Regions from separate parts of the Capsicum annuum genome. Here region 1 is linked to region 2. The links are chromatin contacts, called in public Hi-C maps. All regions are on one chromosome and are shown on one strand. The core of a region is the stretch at or near the end of the contact, and the rest is flanking DNA. Distances in the headings are between cores, read along the strand shown.

Region 1 (6,134 bases), core at 1,908-4,407, 170 kb after region 2:
TTTAAAGTTTGACATTTTAGTTTTTCTTTTTAACTTTTGATTAAGAATTTTAATTTATAAAAATTTTAAGGCTTACGTCCAAGAATAAAGGTGTGGTCCACACTTAGACATTCGCCTCAAATTACACGATATTCGTCTTTCAAGACTTTCGCCTCCCCACAGTGGCTCGATGCATTTTTATCTTTGCCTCGCCACGAGACAAGCCCCAAATTTTGCCTCAGACCGCCTTTTAAAACACTGCTTGTGATTAAAAATTGAATTTTATAATTATGAAAGAGTACACCTACAACCTGCAATAAATATTCTTAAAAGTACTCCCTCCATCCCATTTTACTCGCCTCAAATATTCTAATTTGATTTCTCATTTTTCTTGTCATTTTTCATTAATCAAGACAAGACAATTTCTTTTTTCCTTTTTTACTCTTAGTATTAATTATTTTTTTTCAAATTAAAATGTAAACATCATTTAATAGGGATACTATAGTAAAATAATCATGTTATTAATTATTTTTTAATCAATGTGCAATGTCAAATTAGGACGAATAAAATGAAACGGATACTCATGGAACGGAGGGAGTACTTAAGATAATTTATGCATGTAGTTTTTGGTAGACAAAGGTCCAACTTCTTTTGAGAAAAGTGGGCCCTGGTTATGTTAAAATTGTGTCTTTAAATATTTATGGACAACTTAATTATTACTATATAATAAAACAAATAGATGTTCATCCTTTTGAAAAGTACGGTCAAGTAACCATCTCATTCAAACACTTATAAATCTCTCACCTATTTCTTTCTTTTTTCTGTTGGTTGCGTTAACAGTATTAATCATCAGATTAAACTTTGCGTTAGCAGTATTATCATCAGATTACAGTTTAGCTTCATCTGAAAGTGAGTTTAATATTGCTTATGGAAAAAGATAAAATCTTTCTATGAAAAGTTCAATAAGGTCAAGAAGCATGTGTTCGGTTCGGCATGTATAATTATGTTTCGGACATTGTTGCACAAGTTACCCGTCCACAAGAAATACTTTGGAGAATATATGAGCTCTTGCCTAAAAAGGTAATAGAAGTCTGGCTAGATACATCACAAGAGAATTTGATGTTTTAGAAGCGAGTTTTCTGGACTTGATAAGATTACTATGAATGTTTGTGTCACGATCCAAAAATTCAAAAGCCAATTTGGACCTGGACGCCACACACCAAAAAGAACAAGATTCTCACTGCGACCAATTATGACAATCGACAAGTGTCCATAACTCATACAACTTACTCTTTTGAAATGTTGTGTTGCTCACTCGCGTATCAACAAAACTTGCGTAAAACCCTTCCTATATAAATTTGTAAACCAGTTATGTAGTGCTTATGATATCGCATTGACAGTTCAACGCACAAAACACTCTGTATTATAGCTTAGAAGCCATATTTAAATAGTTTAAATGAAGATAACTTAAACAACTGACTATATAAAGTGATGACGAACCGACTGTCGTTATGATACTGTCATCAATGATGATAATTATAAATGACGGCTTTAACTGACTTAAAGTGATTGGTCATGGTAATGATGGGCGGTTGCAAACTGATGGAAATGGATGTAGAGACGAACCTCATTCCAATTTTGTAAAAACTCTTGAACATACATCTCTACAATATTACAACTATATAATAGATCTTAATCATTTTGATCCATTCAAACTCCTTATATAAAGCAAAATTATGAAAACAACCGCACGAACTGATTAAAATTCAACCTAAATAATTGACTTGATGTTGGAAATCCGTAAGATTAGAATCTTGTTACGCACAAACTTCAAATGAAGTCCAAGTGTCTTATTTGAGCAAATTATTTGACGTTTATGTAAATAACGCATATTATATATTTACCTTAGTATAAACACCGAGTCGACCAAACACCAAATGCATCTCCATCAAAGTACAAGCAGTACCCCATTTAGACTACCAAAACGTGAGTGAACAGCCAGCACTTTGCTTAGCCACCGTAAAGACAAAACTAAGAAATTCTGTTTCTTTTGTGGATTAGAGACGGGGTATCAATGTCTAACAGGTAAATACAACTACTGACAGAAAACACAGAAAAAAACTCGAGCACTGATACCAGATTTCCTCCATATAGGTGAAGTCCTCATCTTTAGCATCCAGCCACTCCAAAAGCCAGCAACCACAACAATCAAAACTGTCTAACTAATACAAAAACATAGGAGTCAGGAGAGGAGAAATAAAGTGATTGCATTAAGACACATTACCATAGAACAAGTGATAATTCTACCAGCTCCTGAAAGTACTACAATAAAAATTCCTCCCACACAATCCACGACTATATACACTCATGTTCCGGAGTGGTGGCAGACGTACAGCATAGGATGGGCAAGATCTCAACAGGCTGGTCGTTTACAAATGCCTCAAAAGGCTACAAGTGTTCGCCAAGTCACTCCTGGAATGTCCTATTCAAGTCTGTTAGTGCAAATAAGTAGAGGTATTAAACCAGACATAATCAAGTTAGACGAATCTTATGCAACCTCAGGTGATATAACATTTCAATCATGAAATTACTGTGCTACATGTTTTCCTTCTCTCGCAGATCACTAAAACGGAAGCAAGCCCTGCAATGCTCTCTTCAGGAACCATATCTACTCTCAGTGTGCAAGGCAAACTCATGTTATCTTGGCAGCACAAAGCAGCGGCATGAAGACCAAATATGCAATTACAACCACAAGAATGCACCCCTATATTCTGAAGGATATTGTTACTTTGTTCATACCTTCTAGGCCACAGCCAAGTCAAAACCTTTAGGGAGATGTTTTCCAGTCAAACTGAAGGTTATTGAAACCATTGACTGCTCCTAGACCACTAAGTAGCTGGTTCCCCAAATCTTGTTGCTGTTGAGTCATACCTTGCTCTCGTGACATTGGCATGCCTACTCTCCCATTCATTGACATGGAATTATTACCTAATGCAGACCGGATTCCATTGACCATTGCAACCTGGCTCAGTCCATTGCCCATGTTCCCATATCCTGGCCCCATACCTATATTAGCATTTGCTGTCCCATTCCCAACAAAGCAGCTACTTCCGTTAAGAATGGAATTATTAGCAGTTGCTATCAACCCATTTACACTTTTCATATCATTCCCCATGGTACCACCACCTACGAGGCCACCTCCACCAAGTTGAGAAGACATCATCATTTCATGTATGATCTTTTGTACAGAACTCTGAGAGTCATTAGCATCAATATCACTGGAAAGAGTGGGTTGATGCATTGAAATATTCGGGGAACTGGCAGAATTCACGTGCGATCCTGATGATAAGCCACCATGTGATGTTTGTGGTGGATTGCTTGATGAACACGGTGTAGGAGATTGAAATGTGGATGAATTTGGTTGAGACTGTGGCATTGTATTTGAAGAACTTGGTGAAGGCATTTGAACAGCATTTCCTGCATAAGGGCTGTTCACACCATTTCCTGCATACGGACTGCTCACACCATTCATTGGGGTCTGTTGCCTAGAGTTCATGGAATTTTGGTGCAGTAGCCGGGCAACAGTACTACTAGACGATGTAACAGATGACTGGTTCAAAGAGTTGTTTACACTGGGAATGCCATTGCTGGAAGCAAGTTGCATTGCACCAGCCTGGACAGAGCTCTCGTGGTTTGAGTTACTGGCTGTCTGCTGTTGTTGTTGCTGCTGCTGCTGCTGAGACTGCGGTGGCGTCTGCTGCTGCTGTGGCTGAGATTGCCCCTGCTGCTGCTGAGACTGATCCTCAGATGGTTGAGTTGCACCCTGTACCCCAGCTGATGAACCATTCCTCCGAGGAAACTTAGTCAAGCTCTCTGAAAAGGCCAAATTTCAAGCACAATTGTAAGGTTTAAAGAATTGCGTCAACCCCAACACCCATGCAGTACTCACAGGCTTAAGTTCATAAACTACAAAATGCACTATTTTACATTCAGTAAGTTAAATGCACAGGGAATAAAATCCGCATTCAAACAGTCAGTTTGGATTTTTTCACCTGTACATTAGGTAGGTTTTACCAGTTTCCACCTCAAAAGCAATTTCATCATCTTTCGTGAAAATTTGACAGATAAATAACATTCATGCCAAGTGATGAATACCACCAATCAATCCTAATATCTCTAAACCATCAAACTACAGAGAAAGATTAGCCCCTGCAACTTCACTTTTCATTTTTGAGATTAACTGGGGGTTTTAGAAAACCTTAAATTAGCAGCAGAAACAAGTAAAAACATAAACGAGCAGAACTTACCCATAGGCCCTGTCCTTGTCTCTCTGCTGTAGTCAATCAAATCTTTCATGCTATTGACCACTTCTGATATCTGCAATGGCACCAGTACACAGTAAATTATAAAATTATATCCCCTAAGACGTTTAATTAAAGGGAAGATCAAGGTAAAAGACAATAACATCAGGAAAGTAAACCATTTGAATGCACTTTCGGTCAGACTATCTAAAACTTTAAAATTGAGACACTGGGAAAAAGTCAAGGCTACGTGCTTAATACTTGTAGCTAGACCCTTGATGACCCACTGAAATAATACTGTAGAAATACCGTAATCTCTGAAAAGTGAAGGAAAACATTTCTCAAAAAGGAAGAACAGAATACGTTAGGAATCTCTATCCTAAGGCCAAAATATGTTCCAGCTACTTCATAGTTCATACATTAATCAGAGTTATCTGTAGGAATTTCTAATACTGACAAAAGAACAATGGCCAATTTCCCTAAGCTGCTAAATGCTACAAAATCTGAATTTCGACCTTCACTTCCAGCTTTGCTTTGAATTCCATAGGAAGATAGCAGATTAAAAAGAGAAAGGGCGAAGAGGATTAGGAAGTTGGATAGAACTGGTTGAGTCAAATATCGCACACAGGAAAGGCAAACCATAACCTGGTAGCGAAGTTAAATAGTCTTAACAGAAACGATTTGCAGTAATATCCCCATTGATATGATCGGAGTATCTCCAAACAAATCCAAAAAAAAAGACCAAACCCAAAATAAGACCCTTCCAACATAAGAACAAGGTGCACACCTGAAGGCATCGCACGTATCTCTTTGTATACCCTAAATCATTAACCAACGGAACTTCCAAAGCTTTTGCCAACTGACGAGCTGAGGCAACGAACCTGAACCAAAATTAGATGTCAAACCTCAGAGGTGCTATTACTTAGAATTGAAATCTAAGTACAGTACATGATCATTAGTTTTCAAAAAATAAAGTACATGATTATTAACAAATACACAAGCATAAAATCATTTTCTACAATAAAAGAATCCATACATATGATTTCAACCCTTATATATAGATTGTTTCTGATTAAGATTGAAGGTATTAAAAGGGTACAAGGTAGAACTAAAATACTATGGAGAGAAGTAGCTCCCAAAAGTTTGCAATTTCCCGATCCAATGCAGCCTCAACTAGGAGAGAACATAATAGACACAAATTATCCAAATAGCTGACAACGACGCATTAGGACTAAGGTTTAGTACTGTTGTTACACTTATATTAAATCTGACCTTTGCCAATAGTCATTATAGTCAAGTTGGAGTGTGGTAATGCAATGCAAGAAATATTGTGAATAAATAAACTCAAGTTTTAGAATAATCCTAACTTGCGTTGAACATATTATTAATGAGCAAAGTAGCATCGGATGATTAATACAGTTGAATGGTTACAGAGGATTTGGATTAACAAGGCAGAGCCAATCTTCTTTCGGATTGCGGTAGTTGTTGATAGATTGATTATGCATTGCCTGTTCGTAATAACAGTCATCACATAAAAGGGGTATGCACGTAATATCTTCCCCTCATCTTTCCCCTTTACCCAACATAGTTGTAGCTCTTCAATTTATGTAGGTTCACTCCTGAACAACTAGATGTGTTTCATACCCCCTCCCCACCAAACACACAGCATATATATATCCACTAGTATTTCACCTTTTATCCTCATATTATTCTATTGGAAGCTCCATCACATCACAGAACCTGAACGGCTCCCCATTCCCAAATCCGCCTTTCCAAGTCCACAAATATGTCAGAAGATCGTTGACAGAAGTTTGATGAGCTTCTTCATTTTTTTATAGAATACAGACTTAACCT
Region 2 (6,433 bases), core at 3,287-5,786:
ATATTTGGATCTACTGCCCTCCTTTCCCCAATTCCCCTCTTTTCATTTTTCCAGCAATATAATTTCATAAAGTTATGTTGCATTTTGCCTTTTTTGCAGGTTTCGATGCAACTATTACTGATGGTAAGAATAGATGCTGCGCAAGTCATGATTGTTATGTTATGCATTGATTGGTGGCCGAGTTTCGGTTAAGCCTGAGAGAGTTACTTTGTTTGACTAATAGGTGTGACGTGATGCTGGATAATTTTATACATGAATTGGTATTTTTGACCAGTTGTTTATTTAACTATAGCTTGTAGTAGGATCAACGTTGAAACCATCTGGTATATTCCACCTTGGGCTTATGGTGAATGATATATTAGCTTCTATAAAGTCTTCTGATGATCGAGGTTAAATTGCCGTACTTTCCCAGCATCTGAAATGAGAATTTTTAAGGTCATTTTCATTCTCAATTTTTGTTAAGGTCATCCATGGTTGAACCGAATGGAATTAGGTGGCAACCCAAATGTTAAGGCAGAGCTACTGATCCACCATGAGGGTGATATCGCAATGATGCTCTTACTGGGGCAGTACATCTTACAAGTCGCTCCCCCAATGGCCCAAATGGCAAATACTTGCATCGTTTGTTTACATCAAACTAACTCAACTAATTATGGTTAAGTGATTTAATGTATTAAACATATTCATTAATTAGTCATGGTTGATAAAGGTGCGTGTACACACACATTTGGTGTAAGCACTTGGTACGGATAAGTTTTCTTTTTCCGGGCTCAAACCTTAACTTTTTTCTCCCATATATGTGGTGGGGAGATATCTGCTGTTCAACTTCGACTACACTGAATCCCATCATCTATATGACACAGCCTATAGAAGGCTTTAGGTAGCAGAGCTGGTCTTAGCACAGCCTGCGCTGCACGGCCAATGTCTATTCCTTATAAATTCTACCTCTTCGCTTTGTCTCGGGATCAACTCAACCAATGGGAACCAGAATGTAATGCTTCCAACAACTAGCTCATATTCTTTTTCTTGGCATGTGGACTTGACTGGGTTCTTGATCTTCATTCTCTAATCCAGATCCTTCCCATCTTCCCACAGCTTAAATACCAATTCTCCTTCACCATCAGGCTTGCTCAACCTGTCGTCAAGATGCAAGCCAGAAATATCGACAGCCCGCAACAAGTTTGCAAGCATTACCAATCATGCCGTTCCTTAATTTCAAAAGAAAAAAAGATGCTGACGTTCTAGTCATACCGTAAAATTGGCCGATTAAATGATCCATTTTAAGTGAAGATGGAGTGGGGACCAACTCCTCCTCACCAGTAAGCCTGAACAAATGGATGATGTAGCAGCTGAACAGCTGTCGAACGGCAACCTGGATTCCTCTGCAAGCAAAGTTTCAAAAAACTCTGCGCATTATCTGAGAGGTTCCTGGGAATTTCAGGAATGTCTTTCCTATCTGCCATTTTGAATAGTAAAACTGCCTGTCAATCCCATGTAAGAATATCAGTCTTAACTGCTAAGAAAAAACTAGCACAATCTAACTATATCATGAGCCATAATATTATCCTTTCACTCAATGCTGATTTTTGATCAGAAATTTTTGAAAAATAGAAATTCTCAAGATTTTACCAAACAAGTGAAACCTCAAACAAAAATTTCAGAACTTAAGGAAATATGACCTACTCTTTCATGTTGGCTCCATGGAGGTTTAGCTGTTGCCATCTCAAGAACAGTACAACCTAGGCTCCAAATATCTACAGCAACATTGCAACCTCCTGTATCCTTAAATACCTGGTAGTGTTTGGAATTTCGGTTTCAGGAAACAAGAAAGAGTGAAAAAGAAGTTCGAATTTAGAATGTTAGACAAATTCTTGAGAGTGTACCTCCGGAGCCATCCAATATGGACTTCCTTTGAAGGAATCCATCAGAGAACATGCTTTTATCTGAAATTTGAAAACCAAAATATGTACATGAATTAAAATGTTTCCTATTTAGAGAATGGAAATCAAAACTTGGTGTCAGATATAGTTGATCAATAACATACATGTTTAGCCATTCCAAAGTCTGCAAGCTTGATTTCTCCCTTAGAATTTACTAGTATATTTTCTGCTTTTATATCCCTGCCAATAACAGAAGACATCAGAAAACAGGAAATAAAAAGACCCTGAAGATAAATGTTATAACTCGATGAAGTGCATAGATTTAGTGCCCCTCAATTTTGACAAGGTAAATACGAACATTAAAGCACCGCACCAATGGATTACATTGACAAAAATATTCTGATAACATGATCACGAGCTATAATGTTTACCTGTGTGCTATGTTACTGTCATGCAAGTAGACTAAACCGGAGAGAATTTTTCGTGTGTAGCTGCTGATAATTTGTTCTTCGAAAGGACCATATTCTTGAAGTAGTTTAAGAATTGATCCTCCTTGTACATATTCCAAGTAGAGTGACAACTTATCTCCTCTCTGTACACAAGGTTTAAAGTCATTTTTCCTAGTTCAAGTTTAATTTATCATTATAAGACGAAAGAAACCATAATTTGTTTTGAGAACGAACACAAAGGAGCCATACCAATTCACTTCCATAGTATTGCACAATGTTTGGATGTGAGAATTGACTGAGCAATGTGATCTCCTATTTACCAAGAAACTAACTTGTTAGTACTAATCATCATTAAGAATAACAAAGAAAATGAAAGACCATGTAAAATTGTTAGATTTGAGTAGAAAATATACTAACCTGGTTCAGCTGCTTGAGACGTTCTTTTGATGTTGTGTCATCAAAGATGATTTTCACTTCCTTTATAGCACACATTTGTCCATTATCACTGTTGCAGAAACATAGTGAACAGCTTTTAGTGAGGTCTCAAATATCCATTAATTGTATTTATCCTTATGTTTCTTTCTTTTCTGCTCTATTGTTATTTATTCTCCTTGAAAAATGGCCTACTTTCTTGAACAATGAAGGTGAAGTTGATTTTCTAACACTTGCTGAATTATGGCTTATGCCAACAGATGACACAAATAAGGGAAGATCTATAGAACAATAGTAAATCATGGGCGGTCACTGGGCTTAAAGTAACACTTTATCTTTGATAAGCCCTTGGCAAAGAGACAAAGTAGATATTTCAAGTCTCAACATTTAGGAGCGGAGCTTAGAGCAACAATAAAATTGTCTTTGTGTGACACTTGTAGATCAGGGATTCGAACTATGGAGCAATCCTTCTACCGAACCTACGTTATCGAACGCCGTGTGCAATAGGTGCCAGTACTCTCAATATCTAGCTACCTTTAACAATAGCATGAGAGGATTTAAGTTATATACACTCATGGCATAAAAATCAATGTAGTTTAACTTATCGTAGCAAGGTTGGTCATTATTTTTATCAGGTTATCAATTATTGTTTCTCACGAATTTTTACCTATAAATACCTTAAGTAACCTGATTCAGTAAATATTTTTTATACTATCAGTGTACATATATTAAACTATGAAAAGGTCCTTCAATAAAGAGCAAATATATGTAAAATAGCATGAGTGAAAGTCATGACATACCTATTAAATCCAGCATAGACATGGCCAAATGTCCCTTTTGCTAACAACTTCCCTTTCTTCCATTTGGACCCGAGAGCTTGCCCTGTTTTATTAGTTGAAGAATTCGGTGGAAGAGGAAGAGAATGGCGTGGATGATTACACTTCTCTTGTTTTCCACTAGGAGAATCCAAAATCTTTCCCCATACCACTGGATATGTTGTTGGTGAAGTGCAAGAAGAGGAGGACTTTGAACTCTCATTTGATGTTCTTGACCAATCATTGCAATTGTTTCTGTTCAATGTTTATACTAACATGTTAACAAAACCCCCCTAAAGAAAAAGAAAAGATGAACCTTTTATAGGAAAAGACAATGCACTACAGGAATTAGCAATGGACAAATCCAATGACGGACTAATAAAAATTCTATCAGGTACGGGCAATTTAACAATGGATTAGCGACGAAGAAGAAAGATTGTACAAACCTGAGTGGACTAAATAATGGACTAATCCCTTGTTCATCATCATTGAACTGAAATGAGCTAGAGGATGATCCACTACTTGATCTTGTAGAGAAATGAGGTGAATCTAATGGTGAAGGCAAAGGAAAAAGAGGGTGAAGTTTCTTGTCTTTTGTGCATGTGTAGGAATGAGAAGCATAGGATGAGGAATAGGATCCATTAGCTGCAAAACAAGTTGGAGAATTTTTGGGTATCAAGATGGATTCATCAAAGCTTTTTGACTTATTTACTCCATACTTTTTGTAAGTTCTTGGAGGAGTTTGTTCATTGGGTAGCTGGAGGGGTTGTTTTTCAAACCAAGAAGCCATTTAACTTTTCGTTGGGACGAGAGTACTGTCAAGTATGTTTCAAATCGTGACACTTTGGGATATTTTGCTCAAGTTTTGAAATGTTTGTGGGTAATATAAGAGCATGTTAAACCGTGTACAAGAGTGTTGTTTGTTTAATTGGAGGGACCCCCCACCCCCTCTCCCCACCATCTTCCAGACGAACAAGAAAATGATGGGGTTTGGTTAAGATATCGTAGATAAGTTTGCCGGTTGCATCAATAGTTGGAGACGGCTGCATCTAGGACAGCGGCGAATTTAAGATTTGAATTTTATGAGTTCTTGATTCTGGGATAGGGATAAAAAATGATGGTAACTGAATTATAGATTATTTTTATATATAGTTAGTTTATTTTTAATATATTATAAGGTTTGAGCTAAAATTACTAGATCCGATCGACCTCCGTTCATGCCATAGGATGTGCACCATATTGTCAATAAATTGGGATGAAAATTATGAAAGATCAAAGTTCTATGTCTTTAAAAACACATGCAAAACAATATTAAGTAATTTCTTTTTATATGTTTAAATCGTACTAGCTAAATTACATGATAGTTGGTGTTGGCAATGTCGAAGTCCGAAGTTTCTTCAAGGAGAACGATCGATTAAAATATAAAAAAGTAAATTTACGAAAAAATCAAGGGATACAATATATAATACTATATATACATAAAAAAAATATTTTTAGCTAATTATATATAATATAATTTTTGATGAAGGGGTGTTGGTTGAGACTCAGGTCTGCCAGGTATTGATAAAAAGTAGTAATAAGTACTCGATAAAATAATTGAGTTACGTTCAAATCGAAACACCACTGTTTCAGGAAAAGAAAAATCAATAGTTGGGGCCGGCTGCATGCAAATGTTAGTAAATAATATTTGAAGTTGACGCCAATTGTGGATAGGAAGAAAGATTGGGAATATCGAGAAGGCACACATATTTGCCCCACAAGTTTGATTAGGATCGAATGTGAGTATTTGAGTATTTGAGTAATTGATAAAGTTATTGTTTTATAATTAGAAGGTAATACATTCAGGCACATAAATAGTTCGTTAAAGAAATGTAAGATTAGATGGTGTATAATAGTAAACTCTTATAGTTCAATTTTTCCTTAAATCCCGCGCATAAATGAAAGTTTAGTGCACTGAGCAACCCTTTCAAGTTTGACTAGGAATGGAGGTGAATATTTTTCTGTCCTACTCCTAGTTTGAATGTTCACCAGCAAAACAAAGAAAAAAAAGAACATAGCTCACAGATTACTACAAAGTATTATGAACTTTGGGGATAATTAGGTGAATGGAATATGGAGGGAAGCTTCACTTGAGTCTATTATCTCATTAAATACATACCTTCCCTAGTATAAACTCTTATTATATCATATCTTAAATGTTGATTAATTATTTTTTCTTTTCTTAACGACGCGGTGACATCCTGGGCATTGAAAGGGAAAGGATTACTTCACTTGAAGGAAAAAAATAATAAATAAATAAATAATAATAATAATAATAATAATAATAATAATAATAATAATATTTGTGACGGAAGAATACATCTTAATTCACAATCAGGTTTAAATTTATGCATAGTACCTAAAATTTTCGTGATGGAATGTAATTATCCTTTCTCATAAATTACATTGTAAATATTATTATTATTGTTGATGAATTTTATTCCAAATCGATCAGAAAAATAAGGCAAGGCAAACCTTTTAAGTTTTTTATTGATATGTATATTATGTTTGCTAATGTACTTCTTGATTTTTGTAAATTTTGTTCCTTCTTTTCATTGACTAATTTTTCCTGACTATTATCTTATGCATAAATTGAAAATTATCGCCCAACTACAAAGTTGATGACAAACATGAAGATTCTTTTACTTATAAAGTTCAAGCCAGACAAAATATTACTTTTTACGTGCTAGAATTATTTAAGGAAATTTCCTAAAGATGGACCTGAAAAAAATTTAAAAAATCCTTAGCCATATCAAAATCAGACATTAGTCTAAATCAATACACCTTGACATTTGCTTAATGGATAAGAAAATGAGAG

What was found. A called contact is a pair of places that touch in the nucleus more often than the background predicts.
Region 1: a Hi-C map of leaf shows a contact between it and region 2, with 2.3 times the contacts expected there. The contact joins the enhancer-like site here to the promoter of LOC107867737 in region 2. A contact is called at or near these places in 4 of 5 Hi-C or Micro-C datasets (bud, leaf and placenta).

The regions. Positions count from the first base shown.
Region 1 is chr4:171,830,649-171,836,782 of UCD10Xv1.1, forward strand. It overlaps LOC107867736 (transcriptional corepressor SEUSS), which reads right to left. Exons shown (of 10, transcript XM_016714112.2): 8 at 5,068-5,161; 9 at 4,287-4,356; 10 at 2,012-3,852. The coding sequence ends at 2,807. Among protein-coding and RNA genes, the nearest start is that of LOC107867736, 10 kb to the right of the region's middle. Within about 2 kb of position 3,158, at least 1 of the 5 cell types and tissues checked has an H3K27ac peak or open chromatin away from gene starts, as enhancers often do. A contact at or near this core is called in leaf, where this site is marked.
Region 2 is chr4:171,657,588-171,664,020 of UCD10Xv1.1, forward strand. It overlaps LOC107867737 (mitogen-activated protein kinase kinase kinase 3-like), which reads right to left and starts at 4,537. Exons shown (of 10, transcript XR_007054476.1): 1 at 4,023-4,537; 2 at 3,562-3,831; 3 at 2,747-2,834; 4 at 2,579-2,641; 5 at 2,312-2,472; 6 at 2,045-2,120; 7 at 1,884-1,943; 8 at 1,684-1,791; 9 at 1,252-1,481; 10 at 654-1,135. It overlaps LOC107867738 (ribosome maturation protein SBDS), which reads left to right. Exons shown (of 6, transcript XM_016714117.2): 6 at 100-395.